Linked DNA regions of Rattus norvegicus: region 2 is linked to region 1. The links are chromatin contacts, called in public Hi-C maps. All regions are on one chromosome and are shown on one strand. The core of a region is the stretch at or near the end of the contact, and the rest is flanking DNA. Distances in the headings are between cores, read along the strand shown. Region 1 overlaps Zfp839 (zinc finger protein 839). Region 2 has its middle 13 kb from the start of Ankrd9.

What was found. Hi-C and Micro-C count contacts between places; a contact is called where the count stands out from the background.
Region 2: a contact with region 1 is called in a Hi-C map of liver, with 3 times the contacts expected there. The contact joins two enhancer-like sites. A contact is called at or near these places in 5 of 12 Hi-C or Micro-C datasets (the A7r5 cell line, the Rat2 cell line, liver and 1 more).

Annotation. Positions count from the first base shown.
Region 1 is chr6:135,702,700-135,707,518 of GRCr8, forward strand. It overlaps Zfp839 (zinc finger protein 839), which reads left to right. Exons shown (of 8, transcript XR_010052386.1): 7 at 1-4,042; 8 at 4,158-4,819. Cinp (cyclin-dependent kinase 2-interacting protein) reads right to left here. Exons shown (of 5, transcript NM_001106758.2): 5 at 4,092-4,819. Among named protein-coding and RNA genes, the nearest start is that of Cinp, 16 kb to the right of the region's middle. Within about 2 kb of position 2,847, at least 14 of the 93 cell types and tissues checked have an H3K27ac peak or open chromatin away from gene starts, as enhancers often do. A contact at or near this core is called in liver, where this site is marked.
Region 2 is chr6:135,839,946-135,844,764 of GRCr8, forward strand. No RefSeq gene overlaps it. Among named protein-coding and RNA genes, the nearest start is that of Ankrd9, 13 kb to the left of the region's middle. Within about 2 kb of position 2,581, at least 23 of the 93 cell types and tissues checked have an H3K27ac peak or open chromatin away from gene starts, as enhancers often do. A contact at or near this core is called in liver, where this site is marked.

The sequences.
Region 1 (4,819 bases), core at 1,597-4,096:
GGAATGGACCACCTGTGGGCCAGCGGCATCCAGTGATGGCACCCGATGACTTTGAGGCCAGGAACAGCTCTGCAGACCCTACTCTTGTGTGTCAGGATGTCAGTGGGTCAGTTCTTCATTCCCTGGTAGCCGAGCCCAGAGGGATGCCTGCAGCCCGGGAGTCTGTGTTTTCTGAAGAGACTGCTCCAGAACACACTATAGATGAGGATTCTGTGGCTCTCCGGAAGAGCAACAGTGTCTGTGATACGCCATCATTAGGTGGAAGAGTTGAACTTAGAGAATCGGGAACTGCAGAGGCAGGAGACCTCCGGGAGACAGACCAAACCCACCTCAGTGGCCAGCAGGCCATTCCCAGCCATGCCCTTCTTGCAGAGGCTGCAGCCGTTCCACTGCATAGCATTTTGCCTGCGAACACCTTGCCAGCTGCCTGTGTTTCCAAGATTGTGCCAGAGCCAGAGCCAGTGCTTCATCCTGGACCAGGTGGATCACTGTGCACGAGTGGGGATCCCAGGGTCGGAAGTGACGCTGGAGACATAAGCCAGCTCCTCTCTAGGATGGAGACACATGGCCAGAGAGAGACAGAGACTGCGGCTGCCATAGGGGAACCCCTGGCTTTTGATATTTCTGATGTGTGCCAGGAAGTATTGTCTCAGGGACAGGAGCAGATTTTTATTCGGACTTCCAATGGGTTTATTTTGTCCTATCCAAGTACCATAGTATCTCAGGAAGAAGACAGTGTCATAGTGACTAATGCAACGGGTTCTATCCTGAGGTTTGGCCCACCAGAAGGCGTTACTCTTGAAGCCATGGAAGCCTTTCTCACTGTAGAGGCAGAGTGCTCTCAGTGAGCAGGAGCCAGGGGTTGTGTGTGTGTGTGTGTGTGTGTGTGTGTGTGAAAGAGAGAGAGAGAGAGAGAGAGAGAGAGTCAGAGAGAGGGAATATGATAGGTGTGTATGTGAACATGTGTGTGTTAGAGAGAGAGAAGAGAGAATGTGTGTTTGTGTGTGTGTGTTCAGGGCATTATTTTTTAAGGCCTGGTCCCATGTAGTCCAGACTGGCCTTGAACTCCCAATCTTCCTGCCTTGATCTACTGAATGGTAGTGTGACAGGGATGTCCCACCATGCCAGGCAGATCTTTGAACCTATATTTATATGGATTTTATCAGAGAAGGTCAATTTTAGGCTATGTATTTTTCTAATGTGAATACTGACACAAACAGACCATTTATAAAGAGTAATGTCTGTCCCAGCGCTGTTTCTCAGGACCTCTTCACAATAGCGAACAGTACAGGCAGGTTTGTGGGTTTGGAAGCAGGGTTTGCACAGCCCTGGCTGGTCCTGAATTGGTGATTCTCCTGCAGCTAGACTTGCAGATGTGGCTGTGGCAGATGCAGACCCTCTTACACAGCGAGAGGTTGGTGGCTGTAGCAGTTACGCTTCATTTCATCGTCACCCACCAGCCTTGCGGCCGTTCCACATCATTCCGCCTCCGCTCTTGATGATGTGCTGTTTCTTCCACAGATGACGTCTGTACTTCAGGAAGCTAGCCGATTTGGCAGTGTTCTACTGAAAAGTCAAAATGAAAGTCATTTGTATTTGCTTTCTTGATGTGTGTGGGGATTGAAAACAGCCTTGAACGTGTGGGCAGCCTTAGTCACTGAGCTCCATCTTTAAGACAGTCTCGTGAAGTGGCCCAAGCAGTCCTCCAATCTGTGCTCCTCCTGTTAGCCTCCGGTAGCTACAGTGACAGGCTGTGTGATCAGGTGGGGTTTTGTTTGCTGTTTGGTTTTTTTGTTTTGTTTTTGAGACAGGGCCTCACTATGTAGCTCTGACTAGAAATCACTACGTAGACTAAGCTGGCCTCCAACTTAGAGATCTATCTACCTCCTGAGTGCTGAGACTAAAGGTATGTGCCATCATGCCCAGCTTTCTTCCTTCCTTTATCTAATTCCGGGATGGCTCTCAGGTTGCCAGACATGCACAGTGAGTGCCTATACCCAAGGAGCCTTCTCACCAGGTATCCACTTGGGTTTATGTTCATTCTCCCCACACCCCAAGACTGGGTCTTGCTATAGCTGAGGTTGGCTTTGAACTTAGAATCCTCCTGCCTCTGCTTCTCCAGTGCTGACATAAAAGGCTCTACAGAAACCTAGGGCTCACGGGGAAGCCCATCACTTTTGATGTTTCAGCTGTAACATACTGTCTCAGGATTTCTTTGTGAGGGTTTCCATGGCAATATTGTGGGACTAAGGAGAATGCTGTTTGTCCTTATTAGATGAGAGCACTGGACTTCAGCAGTTCTTGGCTTACTCCTGCAGTCTTTGGAAGACCTGAGCGCCTGAGACGCAGCTGCACGGCATCCTGGTGCTGTGCTGAGTCAAGATGAATTGCTCCCCACCGCCCTTGCCCTTCCTGTTTTCTCACTCTCAAAGTAGGGGTCACAGGGATGAACAGGTGGGTCTCCTAGCAGAACAGGGGTGCCTGGAACTGGGGACCATCAGACCAACCCAGGAAGGGCTGTGTCTTGTGGACCAGGCCACTCCTCAGAAGCCTACCACGTCCCATTGCCTGAATTCCTAATCTGCTATTGGGGCATGTTGACATTTATTATTTTATCTTCAGTGCTTTGTGGTTTGCCTGAAATGCTTTACAAAAGACACCACCGACCACGTCTTTCCCAGTCTTCACTGTGGAGTCACCTCAGACCTTCTCAGTCCGGGGCAAGGTGGGTCCGAGCTTTTTGTCTCCTTCCCTGTGAACTTGGCAGGTTTGAGACTGTAGAAGGCGTGTGTGATCCACCACTGTGCTCAACCTCAAGTGCCACACTGACCTCTGATGACATCTGAGCTGTTCAGATAGGAAATACGCTGCAGGATCAATATCTGTTTATCTTAGTTTCTGCCTGTCCTCGGCTGTATTGATCTTTCCATTAGCACTCTTGTGTGCTAATGGGTGGCTGGGGAGCAGATCACCGAGAAGCCACAGAAGTTGGGTCTGAAATCTCAGCATTGGAGGTGAGGTGGGAGCGTAGTGATTCTGAAGTCAGCATGAGTTAGTTACCCAGCAGGCCCATCTCAGAAAACGTAAGGAAATCTTTAAGCATGTAGACTGGTCTGGAAAAGGAGAGTTTGATTACCCTCATGCTGGACAGCTCACAACTGCCTGCCTCTAGTTCTACCTCCAAAGGATCCAGCGCCCTCCTTCGGTCTCTGGGCAGCTATAGCCAGGTGCACGTAAGCTCACACAGGCACATGTACAACTTAAAAACATTAGAAAGCTAACTCCAGGAAACAGAAGACAGCTATACACAAGCTAAAAGTAGGCATCATGAGCCACAGATTGCTTGGTCAAAGACTGTAGCATGTCCAGATCAACCTGGCTGTGGAGTGAGGTCATGTCTCAAGCAAACGTGTCTAACTCTGGACCTTTGTCCTCTGGGAAAAGGGAGCAGCAGAGGGCACAGCGCTCACTGTGTAAACCTGATGAACTGAGTCCAGATCCCTAGAAGCAGCATAGCACAGCACAAGTGTAGGTAACCCCCATGGCATCTACAAGGAGATAGAGGCTGAGACAGGAGAAACACAAGCTTGCAAGCCAGGTATCCCGGTGTTTACAGCAGTGAACAAGAGGCTCTGTATCAAGGCAGAAGGCAAGGCCCCACACCCACTGCAGATGCAATGTAGCTCGTGTGCCCATACACACAGACACGAGAGAAGGAGCAGGGTAGTCTTGGGTATTCCCCAAAAGATGGGCGCAGTGGCCCAAGAGTGCCCACCCCCAGATGGGAACAGTGGTCTTAGTGCGCCCCCATCAGGAAGGAGTGAAGGAAGTACAAGTGGTCGTTCCTGAGGGCCAGTTGACCTCACTATACAGGCAGCTCTCCCTGAGGAATGTTAGTTCTCTATGGACTTAGGCAGTATGCTAATGGCTGAGAGAAAGCCAAACAGACACAGCACATCCAGGCCCCAGATGGAAACAAGCTGCAGTTATTGGTCGTCTCACTGGCTTGTTCATCTTTTCATGCAAGCAGTAGCAAGTTTTGGTAAGTGGTTTTCATTTTTGTGACACTATACTCAATTAATTCTATTGGATTAAAAACAGTGTATTTCAATATATTTTATTAATATATTTTATATATTAAATATATATATTTCCAGCTATAGGAGAAATGACTGAGCACTTAAGAGCATGAACTGTTTTTCCAGAGGACTGACTGGAGTTTGGTTTCTGACACCCAAATCAGGTGGCCGACAACCTCTTGTAACTCTAGCTCCAAGGACCCCACCCCCACCCCCATTTGTGGTTGCCCTGGTCATCTGTACATGTGGCCTATACACAAATACCTAAGTAAAACTAAAATTTAAAAAGATTATTTCTCTGTGGGTGCATGTGCATTTGCACACATGCACATGCAAATATGTGTGGCTGCCAGGGGAAACCAGAAGTTCACAAGTGCTCTCAACTGCTAAACCATCTCTCTGTCCCCACTTAGGAGACTTTACACGTCTGGTATTTCTGGGATAGTTTCAGAACTAAAACATTCTCTTCAGATTTTAAGCACAGGGTTGGGAGTGTGGACCAGCAGTTGAATATTCAGTTTGTATGAAGTCTGGATTTGATTTCCAGGACCACAAAACAGACAAATGGAGGACAGGTACAAAGTAGTAGCTTCTAGGAAACTCAGGCTGTCTCCAGGATGTAACAGTGAAGTCCGCCGGTTTACAAAACTCGGCCCTCAGCCATTGTTTATGTCACTGGAGCTTCAGGATCTCTGGGACGGAGCAGTGGGGCAGCTGCAGCAGTGGGGAGAGCGACCCCA
Region 2 (4,819 bases), core at 1,331-3,830, 140 kb after region 1:
TTAGAAGGAAGGACAGGGCAACACTGTTGGCCTGCAACTTCCTGTGAGCAGAAACATTCCATCCAGGAGGACGCCCCTTAAGAGTCAACAAGTAGGCAGGGCTGTGGTGGTGCACACTTTTGATCCTAGCACTTGGGAGGCAGAGGCAAGCAGATCTCTGAGTTCAAGGCCAGCCTGGTCTACAGAGTGAGTTCCAGGACAGCCAGGGCTACCCAGAGAAACTGTCTCGAGAAAACAGAAAACAAAACAAAACAAAAAAGACTCAAGAACAAACAACTCAGAAGCCTTAGGTTGTCCTGAAACATACCAGGTTCACAAAGTCTCCCTCTCCCTGATGTTTTTATGTAAGCAGTAAGGGTTGCCGAGGAGGAGAGACTCTCAGACCTGTGGGGCCGCTGCCTGCAGCTGGCTCAGGGAGCTCCAGGTTTCCAGCTCTCGTGAGTCGTCACCGACATTGGGGTACCTTGGTGATGCAGCTGCCTCTGGGTCCCTCACGCTCCTATAAGTGACCCAGTAAACTCACTGGTTCCCCAAGTGGGACTTAGGTGGTATCATTGCTATTGGTTTCCTTTCTAGCGTGAGTGGATACCTGTTCAAATCTCCCCCAGGAATGGTATCACACAAGCACGCTGTAAGCGTCACTCCGTCCCAGGAAGGAAAGGCTTACTAATGTAAGTTCTGAATCACCCCACTGGGGTCTAGACTTTCTCAGAGCTGTGGTTCCTTCCATCATAACTGCCTACCACAAGACACAAGGTAGGCAGAGATGGTGAGCTAGGCTCTTCCGTGCCTGGCCAGGGAGGTGGGCTGTCACCCCAAACTTCCAAGTAACATCATTGCTTTTCTCCGACCTGTACCGAGGACTCTAGCCATGTGGGCATGGAGACGGTCTAGAAGAGGAGGAGCCTCTGGATAAAGCCAGTGGTGTCAATGCCCTGACTGTACCCTTCAGGGCCAGCGCACAACCTCCAGCAGCCTGAAAGTGCCGAGGGCTGCTCTTGTCAGTTTGACTGGGTTAAGAGATGCCTAGGCCATTGGTAAGGCAAACGTCGGGTCTGCCGGAGAGGCCATTCCAGATGCCAACTGACTTGTGGGTCAGGAGCTAGATCTGTGCAGCAGCGTTCATGGGCTGGGGCCTCGGCGGAGTAAGAGTGGGACATGACACGTGTGCTGTTTTGTGTCTTTTTTTTTTAATTTTTTAAAATTTTTTATTTATCATATATGAGTACACTGTAGCCGTCTTCAGACACACCAGAAGAGGGCATCAGATCTCACTACAGATGGTTGTGAGCCACCATGTGGTTGCTGGGATTTGAACTCAGGACCTCGGGAAGAGCAGTCAGTGCTCTTAGCCACTGAGCCATTTCTCCAGCCCCTGTTTTGTGTCTTTAACCCCAGCACTTTGGAGACAGACTTTGGAGACAGCACCAGGCAGATCTCTGTGAAGTCGAGGCCATCCTGATCTCCACAAGGAGTTCTAGGACAGCTAGGATCACATAGAGAGACCCTGTCTTGGGGGCGAGAAAGTAGAAAAAAAAATGGGAGAAAGCCAGCCAGTGTGTGCAAGTTCTACTCTTCCGAGCCAGTGTCCCCTGGTTTCTTTGGCAAGCTTGTTTGATTGGTTTGTTTGTTTTTGAGGTGGTCTCACATTCTAGCCCATGCCGGTCTTAACTGCCTGCTCCGATCCTCCTGTCTCAGTATCTCTGAATGCTGCAATGACAGACACGTACACAGCACTGCTCAGTTCACTGGGTCAGTGTCCACTCAACTGGAGACTCCAGGAAGTGTGCGTGTCTTTACCTCGGGCTGTGGGAATGCAGTGGGAGGCGCCTGCTGCTTAGACCCAGACCCTCAGAGACCTGGTTCTCCTGCTCTCCAGAATGCAGATGGCAATGGTGTTCAGGCCTCTCACCTCAAACCTAGCAGTCTATTGTAATTATGCATATGATATATAATTAGATATAAACACAATTGAATATAATATACTAATATTAAATATAATACGTTCTACTGGTCCTGTTCTTCCAGAAACCCCCAAATATACCTGCCACAGCCAAAGTCAGATGTGACCCCTCTTTTTTTCTAAGCTGTCCCCACCCCACTTTTCAAACCAAAACCTCCACCCCACCTCCCTAGAACCTTAGGGTTTCAGGTCCTTTATAGGTCCTATTCCCTCTGCCTGGTGTTCTCTTCCCCAGAAGTGAGCATGGCTTCACCTCTGGAGTGACTTGGCAAAAGGACTACCCATTACACACCCCTACCCCCCACCCCACCCCCCACCCTGGCGCACCACCCAAGCACCGTGCCTAGGTGGTCAGCCCAGAGGGTGGAGCCTACCTGTCCAGTCAAGAGGGTAGGAAACTGCCCCATAAACCAGGATGACTAAGTGGAGAGTTAATCATGGAAGTAGGTGGGGCTGACTCTAAGGAGCTAGGGCCAGGTGGAGAGGGAACAGGAAATGGGTAGAGGGTGGGAGAGCAGGGCTGAAGCCGGAAATGGTGATTCCTCCCTCATAGGCTGTGTCAGAAAGGCCCACAGAGGGCGCAGCCTGGCTTTTGGGAACAGAAACAGAAATGGCCCAGCCCGGACCTATAAGGTTCCTACCAGAAGAGACTAACCAGTAAGCTCTGGTTGCCTTGGGGGCCAGGAAGATGGTAGGATCAGGAAGGCTGGGAGGAGAAAGTCAGTTCGCCCCTTGACCTTCCCAGCACCTAGCCCTGGATTCCTGCGGGAATCTTTGACTTTGACAGCATTGCTGGTCCTAGAGCTCACCTTCCCTCAGGAGTCAGTCCCCCTCCGGACTGTGGCCGGCAGCCTGGGCTCAGAGCCGGCTTTGCACCTATAACCTCCGCGTCTTTGGTGCGACCTATCTTATTTACAGAGTGCTATTCCAGCTGCCAACTCAGGAATGGCGGGAGCAGGCAGTGAAGTAAAGCAGGATAAACTGAGCCGGGGTGGGGTCAGGCCCAGCCCAGGTCACACAATTCAGACTAGTCCTAGTGATACAGCGGCCCCTGCACGTCAGGCTGGAGTCGAGAGCAGTCGCCCAAAACCCAACCGGCTCGCATCCTCGCGTCTTCACTTTCTCGTGTGATCCACGAGACGTGCGACAAGGGCGCAGGGCAAGGAGGGGCGTCCAGCCGGCCCATTCGACCCGCGAGGCCACGGGGAGCGTGCAGGGGGCTACATTGTCCCGCAGCCCTGGCTGGGACCAGAGCGTGAGGCATTGTATCCCTGTCTGTGCAGCAGAGCAGCGGCCAGCACTGCCCTCTAGCGGTAGAGGAAGGAATCGCGGAACCTCCAGGCCCTGGGAGGGTGCCAGGCCTTGGGCTGCCTGGACTCCAGGACTCCGCTGGGTCTGCCAGTTCGGGACCCACCGCTGACACTACTCCCCACTCCTCCAGCCATATGCCCTCCGAAGGCTCCTTGCTACGAAAATTCGCCGCCTGACTCGAACCAGCCCCTCTCCTGGCTACCACCCTGCAACTCCTCTGGGTCCCCTCCACATCCTGCTAGATGCTGGCCTTTGTTTCCTCCATGACCCTCGTAGTGAGGTGCGTCCTGCCAGCCCCACTGGGTTCCCACAGGCTCCCAGGCTTTGAGTGTGCGACACCCTAGTTTACAGTGCTTCAAGGTGCAGGCGACGGCTGTGTTGACATGGCAACACACCTTTTCACCCGAATGACCAAGAAACACACTGGCCTGTGTCTGCACAGTGCACTCTGCCTGCAGGCAAAAGCGGCCCAAGTCCAGCCCTCTGCACTTCTCCCTCCAGTCAGACAGCCGTGCTCTCCATCTGGAATGCTGTCCTCCCAGCTTAGCTTGCTCACCAAGCAGGATAACTATGCCTCCAGGGAGCTTTCCTGGTCCCCTCTGGCCTGGCCTGGCCTTCCCCAGGTGCACATTTACGTGACTCCGGTGCCTGCAGGGCTGAAGGCTGAACACACATGAAGAAGAACTGAACACAGAACGACCTAAGAAGAGGGCTTCCTAGCGCCCACCTAGCACCTAGAAGGCAGGTATGGCTGTGTACAGTACATACGGTGTTCACCTCTGTCACCGTAAAACATCAAGGCTCTTCAGAAAGCTACTACCTCCCAGAGGTACATCCGGAAGAAACAGTCTAAGAGGGGTTCCCCAGAGGGAAAAGGGTATTTGGGCAAACTGTAGTCCTCACAGGTCTTTAATCCCAGCCCTGGGGTGTAGAGACAGGCCTGGTTTACATAAGGAGTTCTAGAACAGCCAGAGATACAAAGTAACACCATGTCTCAAAAACAAACCAACAAATGAGCGGGACTGAACTATGTCTAGTAGCTCACACTTGTAATCCCCAAACTCAGGAAGCTGAAGCAGGGGAATTGCTGTGAGTTCAAGGTCAACTTGGCCACCAAGTGAAACCCTGTCTCACAAAAACTAAAACAGGGCTGGAGAGATGGCCCAGCAGTTAAGAGCACTGACTCGGGGCTGGGGATTTAGCTTAGTGGTAGAGCCCTTACCTAGGAAGCGCAAGGCCCTGGGTTCGGTGAGGCGGGGCCGTGCGAGAAGGGGGCGGGGCCGTGTGAGGGGCGGGGCAGGCAAGTGAGGTCGGTGGGCAGTGACTGGTATGTGGGTCAGCGGCCTGAACATTAAAGATGAACTTTTGCCGGGATAATGTGATACAACATTGTATGTGGTAGGTGTTCCAGCTAGGTACCAAGACACCGCCGTGTCCTTAGGAGACGGGAAGAGACAAACATTCCGCCCTCCTGGACTGTCCTATGACTTGAGAAATGAAAACATCACTGCGCTGGGCTGGTGACACAGACCTTTACTTCTAATA